Regions from separate parts of the Callithrix jacchus genome. Here region 2 is linked to region 1. A link is a contact called in public Hi-C data. All regions are on one chromosome and are shown on one strand. The core of a region is the stretch at or near the end of the contact, and the rest is flanking DNA. Distances in the headings are between cores, read along the strand shown. Region 1 holds the start of FAAP20 (FA core complex associated protein 20). Region 2 overlaps MORN1 (MORN repeat containing 1).

Region 1 (5,351 bases), core at 160-2,659:
CCAGTTTTCCTGGAATCTCCAAGACCCCTTGCAGACCGTGGTAACACTTCCAGGGGAGACCTAGAAGCTTGGAGCTGAAGCCCGGGCAGCCGAGACTGATGGGGAACCCTGGACACTGGAGTTTGGGAGCGCTTGGTCAGCTGGCACCTGCCATGTGGTGAACATGGAGCCGTGGAGATTCCACAGCTGGGTTTCTCTGCCTGAGAGCAGGCCCAGTCACCAGGCACCTCCCACAGGGCCCCCTGAGACCACACTGCCTGCAGCAGCCTCCCTAGACCCCCAGGCAGCACTCAGGACTGCATCACCACTTGCTTGCCCATGTTTCGGGGCCTGGGGGTTGGTGCCTCCGTCTTGTTCTGCTGGGAGCCTCCAGCATCTAGAACAGAAATGTATGCTGAAGAAAACCACTCATGGAGGGAGTGGGGACCCCCTGTCAGTCCAGGCCCTGCTCCTGACCCCTGCCCTGAACACCCACCCATGGCCTCCAGGCCAGGGCCACTTGGAGGACATGCGCCACTTGCGTGACCTGGGTTCAGGGCTTGGCCCCACAGCTGAGTTCTGGAGGGAGGGAACAGGGCCTGGTGGGGAGTGGGAACAGCTAGGGAGCCCTGCAGAAGGGGTGCCCAGCATGGCCCCAAAACTGCTGGGGCTGGGCAGGGCAGAAACTGCCACAGAGTCCCACAGCCCTGAGTGGTGTCTGGCAAGGGCCCCTGACCCTGATCCCTGTAGACTCCAGCCCTTCTGGGATGGGGGTGGCCACTCCAGGGCCCAGTGGGGCCCAGGCAAAGGCAAGCGGCCTGAGCACAGCCAGGTGTGGCACGAGGGTGCCTGAGCGTCTGCTGCCACCAAGTGGCCGACTTTGAGGTCGCAGAGCCCAGGGTCCAGGCAGGAAAGCCCCCCGGGGTCCTAGTCCTGGCTCGGCCTTGAGGCCCCAGTGAGCCACCTAGACTTTGTCACTTCGCCTCTTGTTTCTTGGCCAAGGAGCTTGAGCTCCCCGCCTTTTGTAAAGCGACGGTGGTGGCGACGGCGGATTTCAAGCTTTATTTACTCCTGGAGTGGTCCTGGAAGGGGAGGCGGCTCCGCAGAGCCGGAAACGGCGGGGAGCTGTGGGGTGCAGCCGGGAGGAGGCAGGGCCCGGGCGGGCCGGACGGCCGTCGGGGTAACGGATGGGGCTCTGGCCCAGGGCTGCCTGGACGGAAAGGCGGGGCACGGGCAGGGCTCCCTCACCGGGCCTCCGCCCCACCCCAGGCCCCCTTCTGCGGTGCTGGACGAAGGAACCCTGGCCTCGGTTTCCTGCAGCCTGGGATCAGGGCCCCCGGGGTTCCGACTGTCTCGGAGGGGACACCTCACCGCAGAGTCGGGGGCGAGGCCTGGAGGCCGGGCAGGGGCGGGGCCTGCGCTCACTTCCGTCCGGCGCGCAGCTCCGATGGAGGCGGCGCGGAGGCCGCGGCTGGGGCTGAGCCGTCGGAAGCCGCCCCCGGCGGGCGGGTGAGGCCGGGGCTGGGCGGGGGCGCGGCCGGTTTTCCCACTCCCGCGTGCTTCCCGGAGCCCCCGCGGGCCTCCCACTATCTTCTCCCGGTGGGGAAGGCTCCCGCCCCGGGTCCTCCGCCACTCCGCCCCGCCATTCAGCTCCCGCCTCCAGCCCCCACCCCACCCCGAGGTTCCCCCGCGCCGCCCCAGGCCCTGCCCCATCATCGCGTCCCCACCGAGGGCCCCCATCTCCCCCTCTACCTTCCCCCTCTATCTTCCCCAGGCCCTTCGCAGTCTCCCCCAGCATCGTCTCATCCTGCCGAGGACCCCCACATATCCACCCCTCCACCGCTCCCCCGACCCCATTACCTCTCATCTTTTCACTGTCTGCTCTAGCAGGCCCTCCCCCAACCCTGCCCGCTGTCTCCCCACCATGGAATCTCCCTCTAGTGCCCCCTATCTCCCCGCTCTCTGCTACAGGCCCTCCCCGGCCTCCCCCACCATAGCATTTCCCCTGCTGACTACCCCCATCTCCCTTTTCTGTCCGCCCCAGGCCTTCTGGCGACCGTCCCTGGTTTCTCCTGGGGGGTGACGAACGGGAGCGGCTCTGGGTCGAGCTGCTGCGCACCGTGAGTCCAGAGCTGAGCCTGGATGAGGAGCTGCCTCCACTGCCCGCCTTCCCTGGACAGGTGTGTCCACCAGGCCCATCGGAGTGGCGGAGGGGTTTCCAGGGTGGGGGCCACCGCTGGGGCAAGACCCAACCGCTCTGTTGCAGGAGCGCAGCTGCAGCCCGGGACCCACTGAAGTGTTCACTGTGGGACCCAAGACCTTCTCTTGGACGCCCTTTCCACCGAACCTGTGGGGCCCTGGCTGCTCCTACCGGCTGCTTCGCAGGGCAGGAGGGCACCTGGAATCTCCTGACAGGTCCCCTCCCCAGCACCCGACACCTGATCTGTGCAGGGCACCCAGTGTGGAGCCGAAGCCATCTGTGGAGGGTGCCACAGTCCTGCACAGCTGCCCTATGTGCCAGAAGGAGTTCGCCCCCGGGTGAGTGAGCCACCCCTGAGCCTGGCGGGTTACCCATTACCGTTTGGAAACCACAGCCCTTTGGAAGGCCAAGAGGTGGCTGAGCTCAGTGCTGGCTTTTAAAGCCCTTTCACACCTGGCAAGGTGGCCTGGTGCCGTGACCTGACATGTCCCATGGCTCTCTGTCACGGGTCTGGGGTCCACCTGCTGTCTGTGCTCTGGGGCCAGGGCAGGCTGGGGGCCCTCAGACGGTACGGGAGAAAGGCAGGAGCACTGGCCCCCAGTCCACCTGGGTGTCCTGGCAGCTGGTGGTGCCAGCATGCCCAGGCCCAGGCCAAGGGAACACCTTTCTGAGGGTGGGTCATGGGTTTTAAAAATGAAGATAGTTTTTTTTTGTCTGGAGTTGCTTTTTCTTATTTTTGAAGTCCAATGTGTATTTTTATATATATTTTTAAGTAAAGGGTAATGGAACCCAGTTTTGCTAAGGTAACCCAAACTGCCCAGTGCTGGCCTCGTGTCTGGTGACCTCTGGGCCCTTGGCCTCCCAAACAGGTACTGGGGCTAGGGCCGTGTGGATGATGCTGGTTCGTGACTTGGTTGGGTTAATGGGTGGTGGGTTTCAGACCTCACATGGCCGGAAGACTGGGTCCTTCAGTCGTGCCTGATGCCCAGGTCTTCTAGAACCAAAAACAGATCAGGAAGGCGAAGGGAGCAGAGTCCAAAGTCAGCAGCCGACGAAACAAAAGAAAGGCCGGGTGTGGTGGCTCACGCCTGTAATCCCAGCCCTTAGGGAGGCCGAGGCAGGCAGATCACAAGGTCAGGAGTTCGAGACCAGCCTGGCCAATACGGTGAAACCCCATCTCTACTAAAAATACAAAAAGTAGCTGGGTGTGGTGCTGTGTGCCTGTAATCCCAGCTACTCGGGAGGCTGTGGCAGGAGAATGGCTTGAACCTGAGAGGTGAAGGTTGCAGTGAGCTGAGATTGTGCCATTGCACTCCAGCCTGGGCCACAGAGCAAGACTCTGTCTCAAAAAAAAAAAAAAAAGTCCAGGGACAGAAGGTACCGTTGGGGGCCCTGGGGAGAAATCCATGTTCTTGGCTGAAGCCCCAAGGTTGCTGTTGGGGCGCTGCCCCCGATCCCTGGGTAGGGGTTTTTGTCTGGATCGCCTGCTTTTCCAGAGAGCCTAAAAAAACTCCCAGAGAAAGGAGATTCACGAGGAAAAAGCTGCTGTTTTGAGCATTTGAAGCAGTTGCTGGAAGGTTGGCAGACGGCCTCGACTGAAGCCAGGTCCAGGCCTTGGTGTGTCAGAAATGCTTCATTCAAGCACATTCTAACACTTGATTTTAAAGGAGAGCCAGTGCTTTGGAACCGGAACTCACCTCCTAGGCTGTGGCCACGGCACAGGCAGGCTAGCTGGGGGACAAGCCCTCCTGTGTCTTTGGGAACAAGGGTTTGCATGGCCACCCCGGGATGCCCTGGGGCTCATGACCGCAGGACCCCAGCAAGGAGGCCACCTGGCTGGAGCATCTGGCCTAACAGCTGGACTCGGCCTTGGCCCACCGCCCTGTCCTGTGCAGGCACCTCCTGCCTCAGCCTCCTGAGTAGCTGGGATCACAGGCACACGCCACCACGCCTGGCTGATTTTTGTATTTTTAGTAGAGACGGGGTTTCACCATGTTGGTCAGGCTGGTTTTGAACTCCTGACCTCAGATGACCTGCCCACCTCGGCCTCCCAAAGTGCTGGGATTAGAGGCCTGAGCCACTGCGCCCCGCCTGTCATTAGGATTTTAACAGCCCTGAGGCCCCTCACATTGGCAGGTGCCTGCCCACTCTGCAGCCCTACCCCCCTGCCCACATGCAGAAGCCACTGCAGGCTTCTGGGCCAGGCCCCCGCTGTCCTATAGCCTGGATGTACTGCGAGGCCTGGATGTGTCTGCTCAGCAGCCAAAGCCCCATGGACGGAGCAGGTCAGGCCGAGGTCTGAAGGCATCTCAGAGGGCCCAACCAAGGGACACTGCCTGGAAACACTGGGACAAGATGACCTCGGTTCAGACCTTAGCACCTTCCGGTGGCCATGGGAGAGCATGTGGAGGTGGGGCTGGTTCCAGGATGGGCAGAAGCAGGAAAGTCTCAGACTGAGTGACCCTCGGGGGTTTCAGAAGGCACTGGGTGGGCTCTGCCAGAGAGAAGGCAGCTGCTGGCTGCTGGTGGTCCCAGGAGTGGGGGTCCAGCTATGGTCTGGAGAGGGGGACTTGAGGGCTGCAGTGGCCAAACAGACAGGGCACAGGAGCCACAGGAAGGGACACAGCACAGCCCAGGCTGAGTGGTGCGCCATGGACTCCTCGGACGTGTCAGGTCTGAGGGCAATGGCTGTAGGGGACTGAGGAGTGGTGTGGCTGACAGGTGGACACAGGGACATGTGTCCTGTGACTTAGCTGCTCAGCGGAGGTGTGTCCCCAGCAGCAGTGTTCGAGGGAGGGTTACTCTGAGGGGATGCTGACCACTGGGCCTCCAGCAAGATCTAGGCCTGAGTCTAGGCTGCATCCACCCACTGTGCCCCTGGACATGTCCTAGGCGGCTGCACTGAGCTCCCTGACCTGACACCCTCTGGGCATCATGGCTGGAAGGTGACTCTCCTGGCTTCCAGGGCTGCACCTTGGCCAGGCCTGGGGAAGGTCCCTCCCAGCCACTCCAGTTGGGCTTCGATGGGGTCAGATTGAGGCCAGGGATAGAAAGTGGCTGTGCTCAAGACACCCTCCTGCCCCACCAGATGCCCAGGGCGCTGACCCACAGGCCTCGGTGGCTTTTTTCCTGCCACCTCTGCCTGGCCAGCCACCCTGTGCCAGTGCCCTCC
Region 2 (5,661 bases), core at 2,607-5,106, 120 kb before region 1:
ACCCCCTTGAGCCTTAAATGACAGTAATGGGCCAGCCACAGGGGGCGGGGAGGATGGCACCAGCCTGTCAGGACTTCCCCAGGCCCATTGGATGGTGATGCCCGATACAGCCCAGGCACCTGAGGCCTCATGCGGAAAGAGCATCTGGGCAGGCTGTGCTGTGGTGGCTCACACCTGTAACCCCAGCGCTTTTAGGAGGCCAAGGTGGGAGGATAGTTTGAGACCAGCCTGGGCAACATAGTGAGACCCCTTCCCCACAAAAACATTTAAAAATTAGCTGGGCATGATGGCACATGCCTGCAGCCTTAGCTACTTGGGAAGTTGAGGCTGCGGTGTGCCATGATGAGGCCGCAGCACTCCAGCCTGGGCAACAGAGTGACTTTGTCTACTGTTAACAAAAATCAACAAGGGCCAGGTGCAGTGATCCCAGCACTTTTGGAGGCCAAGGTGGAAGGATTCTCCTGAGCCCAGGAGTTTGACACCAGCCTGGACAACACAGTGAGACCTGGTTTCTAAAAATATGTTTTTGTTTTTTTTTTTGAGATGGAGTTTCACTCTTGTTACCCAGGCTGGAGTGCAATGGCACGATCTCGGCTCACCGCAACCTCCGCCTGGGTTCAGGCAATTCTCCTGACTCAGCCTCCTGAGTAGCTGGGATTACAGGCACGCGCCACCATGCCCAGCTAATTTTTTGTATTTTTAGTAGAGACGGGATTTCATCATGTTGACCAGGATGGTCTCGATCTCTTGACCTCGTGATCCACCCGCCTCGGCCTCCCAAAGTGCTGGGATTACAGGCGTGAGCCACCGAGCCCGGCCAAAATATGTTTTTTATTAGCTGGGCATGGTGACACATGTGGTGTAAAGTTGTGTAATTAGCCAGGCTTGGTGGCACACTCCTGTGGTCCCAGCTCCTTGGAAGGCTAAGGTGAGGGAATCACTTGAGCCCAGGAGGTGGAGGCTGCAGTGAGCTGTGATCGTGCCACCGCACTCCAGCCCCGGCTACAGAGCCAGACCCTAGCTACAGAAAGAAGTGAAAGTGGAGTGAGCGAATAAGAGAAAGAAAGAGAAAAGGAAGGAAAGAGAAGGGGAAGGGAAAAAGGAGAGGAAGCAGCAGGCGAGCCTGGCAGAAGTGCACCTCACGGCCGGGGAGGAGGGTGGGAGTCCGCAGGGAGCCAGCCGCCCCCCACCGTCCCTGCAGCAGAGCCTCAGAGGCGCCTGCGGCCAGCCCAGCTTCCCCACGGGCAGAGGCTGCTTCCTCACTGGGCCACAGCTACGTCCTCAGTGCCCACCTGCTCCCGTGACCCGAATCCCGCCTGTCCGAAGCCCCGCCCTGGCCCAAGGGTCCTTAAGGCACCGTCCAGGCAGGAGGAGCAGGCCCGTCACTTGGTGCAGATCAGAAACCGGGGTGGGTGGCAGCCCCAAAGATTGCCTCAGGGAGGGAGCCACACCCCTCAAGGAGCCAGGGCCCTGAGTGTCTCCATGGGAAGCCCCAGCGGACCCCTGGGCCCTCCCATTCTCACTGCTACCTCCTTTCCCAGCCATAATGCCCCCAGGTGACACCGGGCCTCTGTCACTCTGAGGGGAAGCAGTACGCCGCCGGGCCTCCTGGTCCCTCTTGCTAGGACTTCCCGGCTGCTCCTAATCACTCCCTGCAGGCTCCAGCATCGCCTTCTGCCCAGGTCTGGGGCCTTCCCTGCCCTCCAGGATCTTCCAGGCTGCACCCTGGGAGGCCTCCGCCTCGTGAGAAGCCTGTGGAAGTGGGATGGTGGGTGCCATTCCTGCTCCAAGCGCACAAGTCTTTCAAGGATTTAAACAGGGTTTGCTCGATGCAGCCTGCGGGCCCAAGGGGCAGAGAGCTGGAGGCAGACCTCGGGGGGCTCTCCTGTCCCACCCGTGGCCCCGAGGTGGGGTTCACAGATCTCCGCCGTCCTGCAGCCCCAGTCCACCCTGTAACCATTAGCCCTGGTTCAGGTCGGGGATAGCACATCCTGGGGGCCCAGGCAGGGCATTCAGGGGCCTCACTATGTCTGTCGTCTCCACAGGCCTGAGGGGAGAGCCACGGAGGAGCGGGCTGCAACGGCAGCATACCCAGGTAGGTGGACAGGACCCACATCCATCATCGGCCGCACCACTCTCTGGAGAGGCGAGAGGCTGCAGTCCAGGGCTGGGGAGTTTAAGACCATCCTGGCCAATACAGTGAGACCCCATCCCCACAACAGTTGAGGGCACTCGGCCGCAGCAGCAGGTGGAAGTGGGTGGGGATGTGGGAGCAGCTGGCCCTCCCAGGGGCCTGAATGATAAGGGGCTGGTGGCTTGGTGATGGGGGATGGTCCGGGAAGACGTGAAGTTGGGCTGACACAGCCCTTGATGTGGGGAATGTCCTAGAAGGGAGGGAAACCTGGAGCAGGGCGCACAGGGGTGCAGAGGCCTTGGAGGCTGAGGGGAGCTGAGGAGAGCTGAGGGGAGCTGCCGAGGCCCAGTGTGGCTGAGCCATGAGGGGCTGCTCCCCAGCAAGGTGGGCGGCAGGGCCTGGGGAGCCTGGTGGGCCTGGGCTGGGCATGAGGCTCCTCCCAGCGTGGGAGCTGCTGTGGGGACAGCAAGCAGGGTGGCAGTGAGAGCCTGGAGGAGGCTCAGGTGCAGACCCCCAGGCCATGGGGCCTCCTCCAGTAGCTGCAATCCTGGGGCTCAGCTCCACGGCCTGAGATGCATCCCCACCCCCCACAGCCTGAGGGGTGGAGTGCCAGGGCGCCTGAGCTACACCAAGGCGTGGTCCCCAGCAGGGCATGGGTGCTGTGGCTGGCAGGGTGCCTGGTGGACAGCAGAGCCTCTCTGAACCCTGGGCCAGCGAGAGTGACCCTTCCTCTGGGGTTCTGGCAGGAGAGCCAAAGACTGGGAGGCCTGGGCCCACTGCTTGCTGGGGTCTGGATGCCTCTACGGAGTTGCCCCTGGTGCAGCCGGAGAGCAAGTGGAGCCACCCTAGTCGTGGGGACGGCCTGGTGTAGCTGGGGCTGCAGCCAGCAAGGCCGTGGGTCCCAGGTGGCATCCCCCATGGTCCCACAGAAGCCCTCACACCATCCACTGGGCCAGCCCCATCCTGGCCATCCCAGGAGGAGCAGGTGGGTGAGGGTGGGGGGTGGGAACATCTCACACCAACAAGAATCAGCTGGGTCCCGGCATCTCTGTGCAGCCCGCAGCCCTGGAGAACACCACCTGTACACCCAGGTTTCCAAGCTCCGCAGAGACAGCTCTGGGGGTGAGGAGCAAAGGGAGATGGATGTGGGGACACTCGAGTGTAGCTGTGGCCGAGGCCCTGGGGAGAGCTGGCCCAGGGCTAGATCCCATGGCCGTCAAGGCCCGGCCTGCCACACTGTGGCTGCCAGCCAGGGCCCGTCCCGCCTGCCCTTCCCATCCGCCAGGCTGCCAGCCTCAGGAGGGGGGTCAGATGGGGCTTGTGGCACGGCCCCTCAGCCGCTGCCTGTAGAGCTCTCCCGGCCCCGGCCAGCACCTTGGCTGCGGCTGGCCTAGCTGTATTCCTGGGAACACCTAGAAACCGGCTGCTTGCAAACACTGTGGCGTTGCCACGCACGGCTGTCCCTCCGCCCGCCGGGGAGGCTGGGCCCGGTACCCACTGCGCTGTGGCTGCAGAACGTGTGCCCCCCAGCGAGGCCCCCCCAGACCTTGGATTTTTCTAAAGGAACTGACTCAGGGCCAAGCACGCGCCCCCAGGCCCCAAGGCTCACGCTAGTCCAGCCCGGGAAGGCACAGGCAGCGGAGCCTGTGGCCTGGCCAGAGGAGGCCGCCACTCCACTGTGCTCAGGGAGGGAGCGCTGTTTTCCAGGCCGGCGGCGTCTGGAATGTGTCTCTGCCTTGCGGTGTGAGCCGATTCCTGCCTCGTTTCAGCGCGGCGGCATTCCTGGTGTGAGCCCAGGCCAGCCCGGCGCCTTTTCCACGCTCCAGTGCCAGCCCCACAGGCTCAGGGGAGGGGAGAGGACGGTTTCCATGGCAACCTCACTTTTTGTTATTTCTTATTTTCTTTTTTATGGTTTCTTCAACTTTGAAGCTCTCCAGACAGTTTACAGACGGTGAAAGGAAAAGTACTTTTCCTTCTCTCCAGAGTCCCCCCAGCAGGGCCGCCCCCCAGCCCCAGCTAGAGAGCCTACCGCGGGTGTGGGGGAGGGGCTGGGCCAGGGGCTTCAAAATCAAACCAGACAGGTCTTGCCTTCGGACGCTTCATTATTTTTACAAACAGTTTATGGAGGAAATGAATTATTTTTCTCCTAAGAAGGTAGGAAAGTATTTGCAAAAGAATGCCCCAGGAGCCCCCGAAGCAGGTCAGCAGCAGGGGCTCCTGAGCGGCCGCCTGGCAAGGGTCGCTTCCGTCCTCACCAGCCTCTGAACAGGAGGCCGTAGCTGGGCTGTGGCCTGAGGTCGGAGGTGGTTTGCTTCACCCAAAATCAGTTGATTCACCTACGCTGACTGTGTGTCTAGCACCCCAGGACTGGTCCAGTGTCTGGTTACAGTGCCAAGAATCCCGGAACCCAGGCAGAGATGACCAGGGTTGGGGGCACGGGGGCCGGTGGGGACATGAGACAGGGCTGAGGCCAGGGGAGGGGCAGGACAGGAGCCTGACTGAGGACCAGCCCAGCCCATTCCCCACAGGAGAGTACGTGGTCATGATCCGTGATGTGACCACCCCGCCGTTCCTGGGACGCACGCTACCCACTGCCTTCAAACACCTGCGGCTCGTAGCGAACAGCTCTGGCCAGCGGCCCCACATCCTGGAAGAAGGAGGCGCTGAAGCCTCAGGTGGCTGGCAGGCCATCTACAGCTGCACCCCAGAGCTGCCAGTGCCTCAATGAGGCCCCGTGTCCACAGGTGGCCACCTCGGTGTGAACGGAAGGAAACGCTGCCTCTGCTTGCAGGCCCTGCTCCCTGATTCCCTGGACAGCCCAGAGCCCTGCAACTGCCAGCTTGAATAAAACGCTCAGCGGTGGGTCTGGAGGGCACTGCTCCTTGGGCCCCATGCAGGCAGCTCAACCCTCCCCACATGCCCGCACACTCACGGACAGACTGGAGCCCACTGCAGCCCCTGCGGAGCCCTGGGGTGCCCAGGGTGCAGGCAGGACACATAGGGTGACTCGTCTCAGTGCCTCAGGCCAGGCCTGTGGCCGTCCCCCAGGCACCCTTCAAGGCCAGCATGTCTTTCCCACCCACCCTGTTCCCAGGCCCAGCCGTGGTCGGTGCTGGAATTCCCTGCTGGACTAGGGCTGGGAAGGAGGGTCCCTGTCACCTGCCACAGAACTCTGCAGTGGAGCCCAGCCAGCCAGCCCTGACCTCCGCCTGGTACTACCCACTCCAGGCAATCCTGCCCATGGGACGGGCTCCCACAGCGAGAGGCGGGAAGCATGTAATCCGCTCTCCGGACCCAGTGTCCTGCCTGCCTGACCCCCCACCCCACACTGACCAGGGAGGACAGTCAGGGGCATTCTACAGCTGCTTCCAAAGGGCCCCTCAGCCACTGAGAGGGGCCGGGAGGTCATGGGGAGGGGCGCTGAGGTGGCCCACAGGCACCGGCCGCTCAATCAGCACAGAAGGTGGCCACGGCAGAGTCCTGGCTCCACATTCCTGCCCTGGCCCCTGGCTTCGCCATGCCCACCT

The links. A called contact is a pair of places that touch in the nucleus more often than the background predicts.
Region 2: a Hi-C map of skeletal muscle shows a contact between it and region 1, with 5 times the contacts expected there. The contact joins the enhancer-like site here to the promoter of FAAP20 in region 1. A contact is called at or near these places in 2 of 3 Hi-C or Micro-C datasets (induced pluripotent stem cells and skeletal muscle).

The regions. Positions count from the first base shown.
Region 1 is chr7:40,245,641-40,250,991 of calJac240_pri, reverse strand. It overlaps FAAP20 (FA core complex associated protein 20), which reads left to right and starts at 1,409. Exons shown (of 4, transcript XM_078330083.1): 1 at 1,409-1,488; 2 at 2,024-2,159; 3 at 2,246-2,517. The coding sequence starts at 1,427. It also overlaps the pseudogene LOC128928275.
Region 2 is chr7:40,365,391-40,371,051 of calJac240_pri, reverse strand. MORN1 (MORN repeat containing 1) reads left to right here. Exons shown (of 14, transcript XM_035307449.2): 13 at 2,046-2,095; 14 at 4,663-4,996. The coding sequence ends at 4,862. Among named protein-coding and RNA genes, the nearest start is that of RER1, 63 kb to the left of the region's middle. Within about 2 kb of position 3,856, at least 6 of the 16 cell types and tissues checked have an H3K27ac peak or open chromatin away from gene starts, as enhancers often do. A contact at or near this core is called in skeletal muscle, where this site is marked.